Linked DNA regions of Mus musculus: regions 2 and 3 are each linked to region 1. The links are chromatin contacts, called in public Hi-C maps. All regions are on one chromosome and are shown on one strand. The core of a region is the stretch at or near the end of the contact, and the rest is flanking DNA. Distances in the headings are between cores, read along the strand shown.

Evidence for each region. A called contact is a pair of places that touch in the nucleus more often than the background predicts.
Region 2: a contact with region 1 is called in a Hi-C map of liver, with 2.8 times the contacts expected there. The contact joins two enhancer-like sites. A contact is called at or near these places in 15 of 484 Hi-C or Micro-C datasets (3T3-L1-derived adipocytes, CD8 T cells, the HPC-7 cell line and 11 more), 4 of 115 datasets of contacts at active chromatin or transcription factors (embryonic stem cells, forebrain, kidney and 1 more) and 2 of 9 other capture datasets (adipose tissue and pancreatic islet).
Region 3: a contact with region 1 is called in a Hi-C map of liver, with 2.6 times the contacts expected there. The contact joins two enhancer-like sites. A contact is called at or near these places in 7 of 484 Hi-C or Micro-C datasets (the HL-1 cell line, the N1E-115 cell line, Sertoli cells and 4 more) and 1 of 115 datasets of contacts at active chromatin or transcription factors (fibro-adipogenic progenitors).

What each region holds. Positions count from the first base shown.
Region 1 is chr12:82,394,840-82,398,895 of GRCm38.p6, reverse strand. Sipa1l1 (signal-induced proliferation-associated 1 like 1) reads right to left here. Exons shown (of 21, transcript NM_172579.3): 8 at 2,130-2,703; 9 at 1,276-1,550. Among named protein-coding and RNA genes, the nearest start is that of Gm30916, 5.2 kb to the right of the region's middle. Within about 2 kb of position 1,430, at least 68 of the 459 cell types and tissues checked have an H3K27ac peak or open chromatin away from gene starts, as enhancers often do. A contact at or near this core is called in the N1E-115 cell line, brain, fibro-adipogenic progenitors and 2 more, where this site is marked.
Region 2 is chr12:82,331,308-82,335,942 of GRCm38.p6, reverse strand. The region is part of intron 1 of Sipa1l1 (signal-induced proliferation-associated 1 like 1); the gene reads right to left. Among named protein-coding and RNA genes, the nearest start is that of Sipa1l1, 22 kb to the right of the region's middle. Within about 2 kb of position 2,897, at least 35 of the 459 cell types and tissues checked have an H3K27ac peak or open chromatin away from gene starts, as enhancers often do. A contact at or near this core is called in kidney and liver, where this site is marked.
Region 3 is chr12:82,468,631-82,473,071 of GRCm38.p6, reverse strand. No RefSeq gene overlaps it. Among named protein-coding and RNA genes, the nearest start is that of Gm30966, 5.9 kb to the left of the region's middle. Within about 2 kb of position 2,266, at least 295 of the 459 cell types and tissues checked have an H3K27ac peak or open chromatin away from gene starts, as enhancers often do. A contact at or near this core is called in the N1E-115 cell line, brain, fibro-adipogenic progenitors and 1 more, where this site is marked.

The sequences.
Region 1 (4,056 bases), core at 181-2,680:
CGACACAGGCACACAACCCCCAGGCTGCCTACCTGATAAATGGCATAAATAAATGCTATTCTGAATAAAGACTGATTTTTTTAACTGAAGTTCACTTAAGTCTTTAAGGGGCACAAATAACCCACAATAATGATTTATAGTCTACCATCTGCTAATCATAAATCCATGAGTGCTCAGACCTAGGACTAGTCATTTTAGGGAGAAAAAGAACTATGGTTTGGTTAGATTAATTATCAGTATTTATTTATGATTAATTATTAGTTAATTAATTAGATGTTGTGTGTATTTTGCATTTTTATTTTTTAGCAAGAAGACAGGGTTTCTCTGCTTACAGCTCTGGCTATCCTGGAACTTGCTTTGTAGACCAGGCTGTCCTGAAACTCACAGAGATCCACCTGCTTCTGACTCCTGAGAGCTGGAATTAAAGGCGTGTGCCACCATCACCCAGTTATGTTTTGGCTTTAACTACAAAATTTAAGACAAATTCTTAGAAAGTAGTGGCTAAAAATATACAACTTTTTTTCTCTCTTCTTCTTTTTTAATTTGATTTTTTCCAATCAGGGTTTCTCTGTGTAGCCCTGGCTGCCCTGGAATTCACTAATTAGACCAGGCTGGCATCAAACTCAGATATCCACCTGCCTCTGGCTCCCTAGTACTGGGATTTAAGGTACATGACAGCAACAACTGGCTACAAGTTTTTTTTTTTTTTTTTTTTGTTTGTTTAAAACCAACAAAAATATTTGCTAAGTCTAAAGGAGAAAAACAGTTGATTAGATTGGCTCAATCAAGCAACAAAGACGTGAAGTTTTGGTCAGTGCTGCTGGCTTGCCAGGAGCTGAACAGGCAGGAGGCTCCAGCCTTCCCTCTAGAGAAGGCAGTCAGGCATGAAGCACAGCACTGAGTCATCTGAAGCCCGTTCCTGGCCCCACAGATGCTGCCAGAAAAAAAGCCTGGAAGTCGGGCTCAGCAGAGCCAGACAGCAGGGATTAAAGCAACCATTGAGCTTTGAACATTCGTGAGGTACATGGGAGTGAGGACAGCATGAGCGCGATGCCACAGGAACAGACACTCAGACAGCCTCGATGGATGTGCTCTGCTTACAGGCCTCCGGTGCGAGATGCTGAAGATGGGTGTTGCAGCTCTTGTCTGGACTGCATTCTGCGGGAGACTTTCCACGCAGGAACCATAAGCCTCACAAGAGGACAATTTCTCTCTGGCTACTCTGCTTACTAAGAGATGTCCCATGTGGCCCAGCAGCCGTAAACTCAGACCTACCTCCGTGGGGTGCAGTCGTCATGGGGAGGGATAATGACAACCTTCACTGTGACTGATGTTCTCAAGAGATCGATCATCTGTTCATGGCTCAGGGTGGCCACTGCTACCTTGCAGATCTCCACCAGGCGGCTGCCCTGCCTCAGCCCTGCTTGCCATGCGTAGCCGTAGGGTTCTACATCCGCCACAATGCCCTCATAGTTGACATGGAAGCCAAGCTGCCCCAGCCCATTTCTTCGCAGAGTCATTTCCACAGATTCACAACCTTTTGAAACAAACTAGACAAGGAAATGAGAGGTACTCAGTTAATCATTAACAGTGGACTTGGCATTAAAGAAAATGCTGCCTTTAGTTATTCCGAACATCCGGTAGCTGGTTGGAGGGCAGGCTGGTTAGTCCTCTTCCCTAGTCTCTAATTTGGTAGGAAAACACAACACACTGGCTGCCTCCACAGGGACCAGTGGCTTTCCTGACATAGAAAAATCTGGGATAGGCTGGCAGCAAAAAGAACCTGTATTCTACTTTCAGCGGTCCTTAAAAAATAATCCATGGTGGGTTATTGACAGCTTTATTAAACAGCTTTCTCAGCAACTACAGGAACACCCGCCACCAGGGCAGTGAGACTGGGTTATGTGCAGGTGACTTCCCAGCACAAGACCCCAGACAACATGTCATCCCACCCGCCCAGGGCTGCTACTTTTCCTCAACAAACAATGGAAAGCAGGAACGTCAGATAAACTGTGTTGCTTCACTCATCAGCAAAGGAATTGCCAGAGTAGCCAATCTTGCCCCAGGCCTCTGTGCCCTGGCTTTAGTCTGCGAAACCCCAGGAGTGAGCATGGTTACAGCAGTCTCACCTGCAGCCTTCTGACAATTTCTTTGATATCTTCACCGCTAATGAAGCTCTCCACCGACACACATTCTCCCCGCTCATAGAAGATTTTGAGGCTGGTGTCGCTGGAAGTCCACCCTATGACATCTCTGCAGGAGCAATTGAAAGCCACACTCTTTGTCTCCTGCTCAATGAGGACGATGAACTCGCTGGAGATCCCAAGGAGGCAGTCGAACTCCATGGCCTTGTTGTAGTCTTTGGCCCGGACAGCCCACACAATGGCCCCCATGCTACTGAGCTCAGCTCCTGGATAAGGCTTAGACTTTTCCTTCTTCTTGGAGGCCAGAGAAATAAATGGAAACTTGCCAGAAGGGTCAATAGGTGTGTTGGTGACATTCTTTTCTGCCAGATCTTTCAGGTATTCCTGGCGGGTCCTTGTCGCCATGGCCCGGAACTTCTCTGATTTATGAGCAGCATTTTCTGCATTTATCACTTTGGCCAAAAGGAAGTCCCTGAACACATTTGACTTGGGGAAGGTGACCCCTTTAGGGATGGGAGGTCCAAAAGAAGGTACATCTCTGGACCTGGTGACTGCCACACTGAGAGACAAAGCAAAGGACAAAGGATGAGAGGTGTGTCAGTATGTCTGTCTTCTATTACACCATGGGGACGTGGGGACATGGGGACATGTGGCCGGGGCTGGTCCAGTGCAGACATGCAAGACTCTGGGTTCCCCGTCCTAAGGAAAGGGGATGCGCATGTTAGTTAAGACAATCCTCATTCTGGTCAAGAAAGAACACAAACTTCTGCTTAATTAGTCAACTTGTTAGTTTACTTCAGTTTTTTCCAGGCAGACTCTTTTTACCTTAAAGTTTCAACTTCACTTCTTTAGCAGGTAGGAGACTAACTGTAAGATCATGGTGGTTAGTCATGCTGGCTTACTGTAATGTTCCACACACCAGAATAAAAGCTATTTTAAATACCTACAGACTATATCCAGTGCGCAGGTTGCTATAATCACACAACCTTTCAGAACAGAGATTCTGTCAGAACACAGATGTGTCCTCCACTTGAGATAGAATGGCTGCAGGCGACATACACAGTCCATCAGGGAAATGTCAGGAGATACATGGCCTTTGAGAAACAAGTCCTTTCTAATAAAGCAAATACTATCTGATGGGCCATGTGTGAGGCATCGTGAGACTAGAGTGAAAGCATACCTTTGAAATAAAAACATCAATACCAATTATGACTTTTATAGAACTGCCACAATAGTTGGAAATCATGTTTTTTAACCGAGCTATTCTTTGGTCCAAATATTCTGGTTTTGGTCTGTGGTTCTGCAAGAAGCACACTGCCCTTTCCTGTCTGCTTTACGTCAGACTGACCTAAGAAAGCTTGCTCCCACCACTGCTTTTGCATACACAGAGCTAAAAAAAAGTAGGCCCATGAAAAATAACCAGCAACATCTGTATGCATCTACTAATCTTAATCTCAGAAAGAAAAATACCAAAACGTTCCTAAAACAACAAAAGTTGGGAGGAAATAAAGAGGCTGTATGTCATCCGCCAGTCTTCAAGATCACTCCTGGCACCATCAGCCAAGCCTGACAGGGCTAAGGTGACAATCCCTCTTTCCACAAGATGTAAAATTGAGTCGGCCACGAAACTGTGCACTAGAAAATGTTTTATGTGAGTTTTCAAGAGAAAAGATACAATGTGAGAGTGCTTTCAAAGTAAGCTGATGGCCCTGCTTCCCTCAGGAGTTGAGGCAAGAGGACACCGTGAGTTTTAGGCTATCCCGGATGCCTACTCAGTCTCCTAACAGCCTACAGAATGAGACCTTGGCTCATCTTCCCCTAAAAGGGGTTGGGGTGGGCTTCACTTAAGATATTCAGCTACTTTTAGAAAAAAAAAAGTCTTCATCTAATAGAAATGGGATAGACAGATCTG
Region 2 (4,635 bases), core at 1,648-4,147, 64 kb after region 1:
TCTACAATCAGAACAAAACTTATTAGAAAAACATAAATTTGTTGCTAAAAACACAGAACGTGATCTGGGAATGTAGGGCATTGAACAGACCTTCAAATAATAATACTGATAAAACACGGCCCCGTGTTAATCCTCCATCATTCAAATCAGTGCACAGTCAAACCTGAACAGAGCAAGTGCTTCCATGAGATGTCCTTGTGCTAAACCTTCCAATTACAATGAACTGGAAGAGGGTTAAGAGAGCCCGGCCACTTTAGAAAAGAGATGTTTACAGTATCTGAATAACGGCTACATGGAGATGACTAGCTTAGCTAATCTCTTCCTCACTGACAAATGTTTTCTTTAGATTTCATTTTGACATTGAGTCCCTTCACAACCAGTGTCTCCACTTCAACCCTTCCCAAGACTTTAGTGACCCCAGAAATCAGACAAAGCTGGCAAACAAACACAGGTGGTCCCTTCCTTGGGTTGAATCTGTCCTTGTCACCACTCTCCTTCTCTAGAGCTTTCAGCTAAATGATGTCACTGTGGCCTCGAAGAGCAGCTTTCTGGAGAGCAGCACTGAAGAGCACCAGGCACTGGCAGTGCAGGCAGGAGCCAAGGAGACTAGCAGCATAGTCACAGGAGCTGGTGTGACCTGGGAAATGCTTTCCCTCCCAGCACCCACTGATTAATGAATGCTAATAAGGATTCTCAGAGGAATCAGCCTCAGCAGGAAAGCTTCTGCAGGCTGCCAGCTTGTTAGCTAGGACCCACCCTCCTGCACAGAAAGGCACATTCCAGCCTCAAATCCCTGCAGCTATCTAGTTGAGGGAAGAGAAAAGTGATGTGTAGAAACCAGACAGCTCAAGAAAGGAGCCTCAAAATGGCTTTGTTAAGAGCATGGTGGGGTTTTTTTTTTTGAACATTATATGTTCTGAAGACAATTTAACAAAGTGCACTTGAAAAAGTACACCACAGTTAGCTTGAAGAGTCAAGGGGCAGCAAGAACAGTCTGTTCTAAGCACAACTCAAATCCAAATCAGCGGGCCTCAAGAATTAACAGCAGCAGCTCCTACAGTGCACTCAGGATTCTAGAACATCACCTAAGGAAGACTCTAAAAGAAAAGCCTCCGGATAGACACATGGAATCCCTCCCTCCCTGTTAGTAGCACTTCCTCAAACAGACTGCAGACAGTCCGATCTATTCATCACTGCATCTGGATGCCCACACACAAGCTGTGACTAAAGGCTCTATATGGAGGGACTCTGTCATATGTCTCAGTCCTCATAAGCAGCCAGTGAGTTGAGGATCTCAGACTCCACGAACAGAGAAATAGTTCAGAAGGGAAATATCACACCCAGCAACACAAGGTAAGTGGGCTATGTGTAACACAGGTGCTTTCTATGAGGTGGGCACACACTCAACACATTTGTGCTGGCAGTTAAAGAATGAATAATTAGCTAATACAGAAGAAAAAGGCCTCCCTGTCCAGTCCATGTCACTTCTTAAGTCTCCCCCAGGCTCTGGGTCTACTAGAAATGCATCCATCCAGGAGGAAAATAATAAACAGTGGCAGCAGCGGCTTCTAAACTGGTGGTCAGTCTGGGACCCTTCAGAGCATCTCAACAGCTACCAGGCCCACCTTGGCCTAAAGTAGGCCTGAAAGGCAGGGCTAAACAGAGGCTCCCTCCACATGGCTTCCTTCACTAGGCTGCAGGAAATGGGTAAGGTGCCATGTCACTAAGAACTACCAGATGACTGGGCTTGAGTTACTAAGGCAACGTTCCAAACACAAAACTGTCAATTTCCGTGAAGACGACCTTGGTGAGAACTAGATTCCCCACATGAGGAAGCTCAGGGCCAGAAAGTAGAAACCCATAAAGGTTAAATAGCCAAGCAGAGCCCGCCTATGAACAGACCTCATGCCTCACTGCTTATTGGAGCTGTCAGGCCAGGTTGCCCTTCCAGAACATACTTTTCTAATAACACTGGAGCCGTGTGAAGAGATACCTCTGCATTTCTCAAAGACACCCTGCAGTGCAGAAGAGATGGGGGCTCTGTTGCCTCTATAGTCTAATCCTCAAGCTCTGCTCCTTGTAGTAGGCTCCTCCACTCTGGAATCCCATAATTAACTCTACATGTTTGGGCATTTCCTCCCTGGTGACCAGTATTTTTGAAAACTAAGGGTTAGAAATAGAGGCCAGAGGATCCCAGGTGAAATGCGGAGAGGCTGGAGTAGTGTGGGCGGTTCCTAGGTTGATACAACAAGAGAGCACAGTTCCAGCCCTGAGTTCAGGTGTCACCACCACACAGCTCACAGGGGCTTCAGTTTCAGCTCTCCGATTCACAAATGTCATGCCAGTAGGAAAGGAAGGCTGACACCCGCTCATCTCCCCCGGCCCTCTTGCCATCAAAGAACATGAAAACAGACACAAATGAATAAATCCTTTAAAAAAGCTGTGAATGACCTACTTAAAACTGGCTGACACTGTCCCAGGGAAACGCCTACTAATGCAGAGCAAATCAGCAATCCAAACTCTGGAAAAGTCCACTGGGACAGTGTCATGGGTCAGTGACAGCGGAGGGGTTAATCCAGCACAGAAATGGGAGGGAAGTTCAAATCAATGACTGGCAAATAATTGTGACCCTTTATCCTCAAATATAAAAGTCACATCTTTGTTGTCCTGACTTTTCAAGTTTGTTTGTTTTAAATCAACCAATTATATGTTTCTTATTTTTTAAAAGAAAAGTTAAGACAGAGCCTCACGCATGCCAAGCTGGCCTTGACCTGGCCATGGAACTGCGGATAACCTTGAATTTCAGATTCTCCATCCTTCACCTCCCCAGAGCTAGAATTACAGTTACGTGTCAGCACACCTGGTTTTACTCAGTGCTGAAAAGCAAACCAGAGCTGTGCGCATGCCCCCGACACCAGCCAGTTATGTACCTTCTTTAAGACACCCAGCCCTAACCTCACCGCAGCCACTCAGGACTGTCTGTGTTTTCCACAGTGTGAGTGAGCTGGGTGCACATGTAAGACACCGAGTGGCAAGAACAGAAAAGAGCCAAGTGCAGCGGCCTGATCACCACTGACAGGACCTGTGTACTTAGAGCTCCAGCAAAGCAGACAACCAGCAAGGAGGGCCGCTGTCTGAAGAGGCAGAGAAGCCACCACCAGCTCCCAATCTGGAACTTGGTCCAACAACTTCCCATGTCACTGCTCAACTTTTATATAGAGCCTAGCTCTGTAAACAAAAAGGAGCCTTATATACTACTTATTCAGGCCACCTGGCCCCCCAAAATAAGACAGAAATTAATGAAATGCCTTGTTTTTTGTTTTTTAAATGAATTATATGCATATACAAAGATATACACTATGTAAAATCTTGAGTTTTTATCTGTTCCTTCAAACTTAAAATTCTTGATTTCTTACACTTTCCTTATTTCAGCTTTAATTTATAATTAGGGGGCAAAAAACCAATGAAGTAAAACATAAACAATCACCAATCAAGTATTTAGAATAAAACCTGCTAACACAGTCCTTTAGTTCTCGCTCACCTCCTTTTGATTTCCGTGGTAAAAAGATAGTGACTGCCCATTTGGAATGTCAAGTCTGCTCCTGAAGTACACTCTTAGGGATAGAGCACGGCTTAGTCAGGATGTGCTCAGCACACACAGGAGGGTTCAAGTCTCATGACAGCTCCTGCCCTCCAAATAAGGAGTAAGCGTGTTGGCAGTAAAGCTGGAAATCTGATCGCTTGCCTGTTCATAGGTTCTGGTTCAGAAGCGCCCATAAGCACAACATTTACATCCTCTTGATGGGCACAACAACCTTAGGGATAAACCAGAATTGCCCAAATGCAGGACCAATATCCACAGCTAAAGCCAGTCTCTCCATGGTCCCACCATCCCTGAACTTTGAACTTGGAGGGAGGGGGATGTTGCACTTGGCTTAAGCACCAGGTACCATGAGACTGTGGGTCTAGGCAGTGACGGCGGTTGGACACAACCCTGTCAAACTCCCTTCCTGCAGCCTTTACTCTTATCTCAGCCTGTGCCTTATCCCTTGCTTATCTCATACCTATGCACACAGCACTTGGATATATTCTCCTTCAGAAAGCTACTTTTTTAACATTCCTTGTGAGGGACCATAAGAACTTAGGATTATTTTTTATGGAAAAAAAAAACCACAAAAATCAAGATCATTACATTAGAAACCAAAGTTTCTACTTGAGAGAGACCCTGGTCTCATTGTGTGTTATTATCACCTTTAATGTTACAGCCTCTAACATAAGGTCTACTGAAAAGCTGTTTTGTTGTTGTTGTTTGTTGGAAGTTTTCTTGAAAAACAGCAGTTAAAACAAGTTTAAAAGAGACTGTACTGAAGTAAGAAAATTTCTTTAACAGAACACAAAGTCAAGGCCTGTGTATTTTTACTGAGACTGTGGCTATAATAAGCAAAGACAGGGAAATCAACACAACATCATTTAACACCTATTAGGAAAACGTCTAGGAAAGCCAGTGCTCAGTTAATGGTGGTACAATTAAAGCAGGCAGGCATTCTCACACTGCTGGGGCAAAGGAGATGAGTAGAGCCCTTTCACAGGCGAGAAGAGAGGAGTGGCTAGATCTGCTCAAGCTGGGAGCCCGAA
Region 3 (4,441 bases), core at 1,017-3,516, 73 kb before region 1:
ATGGCAAGCTGTAAGTTAAGACTACTTCTATAGTTGGAAAGAGGAAGTGGGCCCGCAGGTGATAAATGGGGAAGAGAGGGTGGTGAGTGGTTAAAATGTCTTGTGTCCACACACAAAGCTGTTGTGAGTGTACACAGCTGTGTTAGCTAACATACTATAGCTTCGAAAGCACTTCTAAGAGTCTGATGTCTTTCTTGAAAGTTCTGACATCTAGAGTCAACCTTGCATTTGTATAAAGATTGATCAAATCACTTACCGTTGCCTGCATGGTTACCATTCAGAAGAAACAATGTCTCACTTTAAGCACTACAGAGCAGTCGTTCTTAACCTGTGAGCCGCGACCCCTCTAAGCCGAAGGACCCTTTTAGAGGGGCCATCTAAGACCATCCACATGTCAGCTATTTATATTACCATTCATAACCGTAGGAAAATTACAGTTATAGAGTAGCAACAAAAGTAATTTCACGATCTGGGTCACCATATCCTGAGGAACTGTGCTGTATTAAAGGGGTGCGGTGTTAGGAAGGTTGAGGATCTAGACTTTTACATATATACACAGAAGAATCTGAATTACTCAGAATTTCAGAAACGTCCCTCAGCTGCTGTCTATAACTGCTGTGCACATCACAGAATCAGAACCATGAATTGGGGAGGAAGCACGCTAGCCAGTGTCATTTAGCATGACTGGGAAGTAACTCCATTCTGCACAGAGCCAGTGCTTGGATGCTGAGTGGTACTTGATAAGTTAATTTGTCTCATCTCAGCCATGGGCACTCACACCGAACACTCAAACCCTTCTTACATTAGTGATGTCTGTCTCCAATGTAGGCAGCTCACAGCTCTTAATCTATGAAGCCACTGTCATGGCCTCTTTCTTTGTAAAAACAGAAAACAGCAGCATTACTGCAAAGCCTGGCGGGCGGCAGTGGACAGGTTATCAGTTCAGAGTAACAAGAGATGCTATGTGGACACTGGGAATGTGCCCTGGGTTTCAGAGACACCTGGTGTCTCCTTTCACACCTTATGCCCATGGGTGATCCTTGGGTAGGCGCTGTAAAGAGTGGTGTCCCTCCTGCCCAGGCTGAGTGGCCTCCATGAGCCTGTGCTAGGCCAGGCATGGAGAAATAAGAAGGTATGAGAATGGCCCAAGCTCAGAAGGGAGACAGACCTTTTCAGGTTCCTACAATGGTCACAGCACTTGGGGGGCTGGGGAGGTGACCCTTGAACATCTAATAAGTGAGCAGGGGACTTCAGGCTGGGCATCTCCTTTCAGACCCCCCAGCTCCTATGTCGGAGCAGGAGGGCAGGAGACCATTTGGGTAGCTACCGAAATTGGACTCTCCTTTCAGCTTAGCCACACTAGGCTGGGTCTGGAGCATGAAGGGAGGGAAACAACGAGACATTTCTTATGCCCATTTTATTCATTATAGCAAGGATCTATGTAGGCATATATTTTTCACAACCTACTTTAATAAGAGTTCGACTTCCCCTCTAGCAGAGGTAGTGGAAAAGAAAGGTTATTAGGATAGGGGTGAAGTGGACCTCTTTAGAAATAGTTCTTTGGGGGCGATTCCCATCTTCATTGTTTTCTGTCAACTAGCAAACACCAAACATAAATCAGCAACTGCAGTCCAGTCCAGTTGGCAGGCAACACACCGGGAACAGCAAAGGCAGTTCACTCCAGGGGATAAGGTGAGGTTTGCCAATCGGCCAAGTCCAGTGACCAGAAGTCGCAGGACTCTCACAAGAAGTTATTTTGGTGGGTTTCTCTCTATGAGGTCACTACAAGCGAACTTCAGCAATGCAATGGAAGGTGAACCAATCTATGCGTGTCATCAGCGAAGGCTTGCAAGGCAGTGGAGGCAAAGCAGCTGGCGCTCCCACTCTCTGTGGGGCCATATTTATATTCTTTCTAAACATTGGGCATCCTTTCACCTGTTTGCTATAGCAAAACATCCTCTCACCTGTGTCTCCTTCATCAAAACATTCTCTCACGTGTCTGCTTTAGCAAGACATCCTTTCCCCTGATTGTCCCAGCAAAACATTATAACCCAAGTCTTCAAAGAAACCAGAAATTTCCACTTTAGATCTACTACATACATGTAATGAATCCTGATGCCTGACCCTTTTCTCTCCCCCTCGTTGGTTTTTCTTGTTTGATTTGTCTTGCGTTTTAAACAAGATCTCCTCCTCTGTAGCCCAGGCTGAACACAGCCTTAACCAGATCCCTCCTGTTGCAGCCTGAGTGCGGGAATTACAAGCATGCGCTGACGTCACCCCTGCTTTCCTCCAATCATGGAGAACCGCATCAGCGGCTTCATCGACATCAGCGTTTGATGCCGCTGGACCGCCTTTAAAGGAAGGGGTAGTATGTGTTTCTGCACCTCAAAGCCTAGCAGTCTATCTAAGATCACTCTATGCTTTCTGACTTCCCTGCCCCATAATTCCCAGGGGCAGCTTTCCAACGGCTTCCCTCCGCAGTGATGTTGAGGTTTACAAAAGCTGGAAGTGCCTTCCGGGGGGTGGGGGTGGGGGGAGGAATCTCCACAGAGATTCTTTCCTTCTTGCCCTGGAGCAGAAATAACCTATCACCCCCACCCCCACCCCCACTCCCTCCCCGCCACGACTCCCTTCCCTCCTCCCCGGTTCACACAGCAAGACCTCTTTTTTCTCCGCCCTCTAGAGTTTCCACCACCAAAAAAAATATTTTTTTTTAAAAAAGATGCAGTACTGAAGGGGTCAGTTTGGCCAGTCCCACTCCTTAGCGCAGACTCTGATGGGGCTATGGTACTTCTTGAAACTGAAAGCGGGAGAGACGCCTGCTTGTAGCCATTAAGGAAACAGCCCAACTGGCTTGGATGCCGGCCCAAACACAGACAGCAGAGGACGCTCACAGCATGCTGTTAAGCCTGCACGGGTGCAAGTTGGTGCTGGGGGACGTTCTGGCTCCGGAAAGTTCAGTACTAAAGTGAATGGCTACACACATACCCATGGCATCTTCTCTCCTTGGCCCCTCTGTGATTTTCTCCTAAACTCACAACCTACATCGCTATCACATGCCACCTTTTGTGTTCCTGACAAGCAGCCTGGAAGCTGGGGACATGAACTTCGTTTCTAATTTTGTAGAGATCTTTCCTCCTATGAAACTTCTCTCCCTCCTCCTTCTGAACTTTGAACTGTAAAACTGTCAGAAGAGCATGGGGTGGGGGGGGGGGAATTCCGCTGGGAGCGGAAGTCTCTGAGCAGCAGGTTTTGGTAATGAGGCTACTCACCTCTTTAGTGAGCTATCTAAAGAGACCTTGATTTTGGTTTTGGCTGGTGTAGAGGGGAGTCATTTAAGTAAATCTAATTGACTCTTTCTTCTCCACCCACCCACCAAAGGAAAGAGGGTGACCCCAACTCATGCCTCAGTGAAGCCCGTGAGTTACCGTCCTTTGCTGGTTCAGCCCACACAGAGGAACTGCTATGGGTCCCACGAATACTGCACATTCACTCTCAGAGCATCACAGAGTCTCTGCCCCAGGTTTAACGGGATGCTAGAGATCTCAGCAGCTTGCTGAGGTGGAGAGACCCACCCTGGATAATGTTCATCAAGGGATTCCAGGTCTGTCTCTGCCTTGTCCCTCCCAACAAAGCCTGGACTAAAGGAATGGGGAAAATAAATGGTGTGAGGGGGCAGGCACAACCTTGAAGAAATGTATAGTCTGGACTAAAGCCTCAGAACCAGCTGACACTCCCAGAGCTGCGGCATCCAATTTGAAAACAACGGGGATAGTCTATTGGGTGGCCACAGGTCTTGTCCGCAGCTTATCAGCACAATGGGGGCCTCACTGAGACATATGACACTCCTGGAGGGATAGTGGCTATTGTGAAGGCTAACCCGGCATTAAAACTCTTCAACAGATGAAAACAACCGGTGAAAAGATGAAAATTGACCTGAGACAATGACAAGTCTCATTCCAACCCTAAGAAAAATGTCCTAGTATTGGATGCCTGTGAACTCAGGCCGACGCAGCCTTGAGCTATGTCAGGTGATCAAAAACAACATTCTAGCCTTAAGTGATAAGAATCTTATCAAACCCATAACCAAGCAGCAACATTGTGTTCATTTCGGCTCTTGGAACAGAATCCAGGTAAAGGTTGTAACTGAGAAGCTACTGAGACGAGAGGCCAAGCAGGTGCCATCCAGTGAGAAGCTGGAACGCGCTTAGTGCTGGAGGAAGCATCAAGGAGGAAGAAGCCATCTCTAAAGAGAAAGAGAAGGGTTTTCCTCGGGGTCCTGGGGACAAGGTCCGGCACAGAAGGCTAGAGGTCTGGTGAGTGCAGAGATTTAGAATCCAACTGAAATGAGTACAAACTTGTGAGAGTGAGGGGCTGACTCCTTGGTTTCTGGGTCCTGTCTTCCCTGGCCGGAAAGCAGGGATGTGGTGTGTTCTTGGCA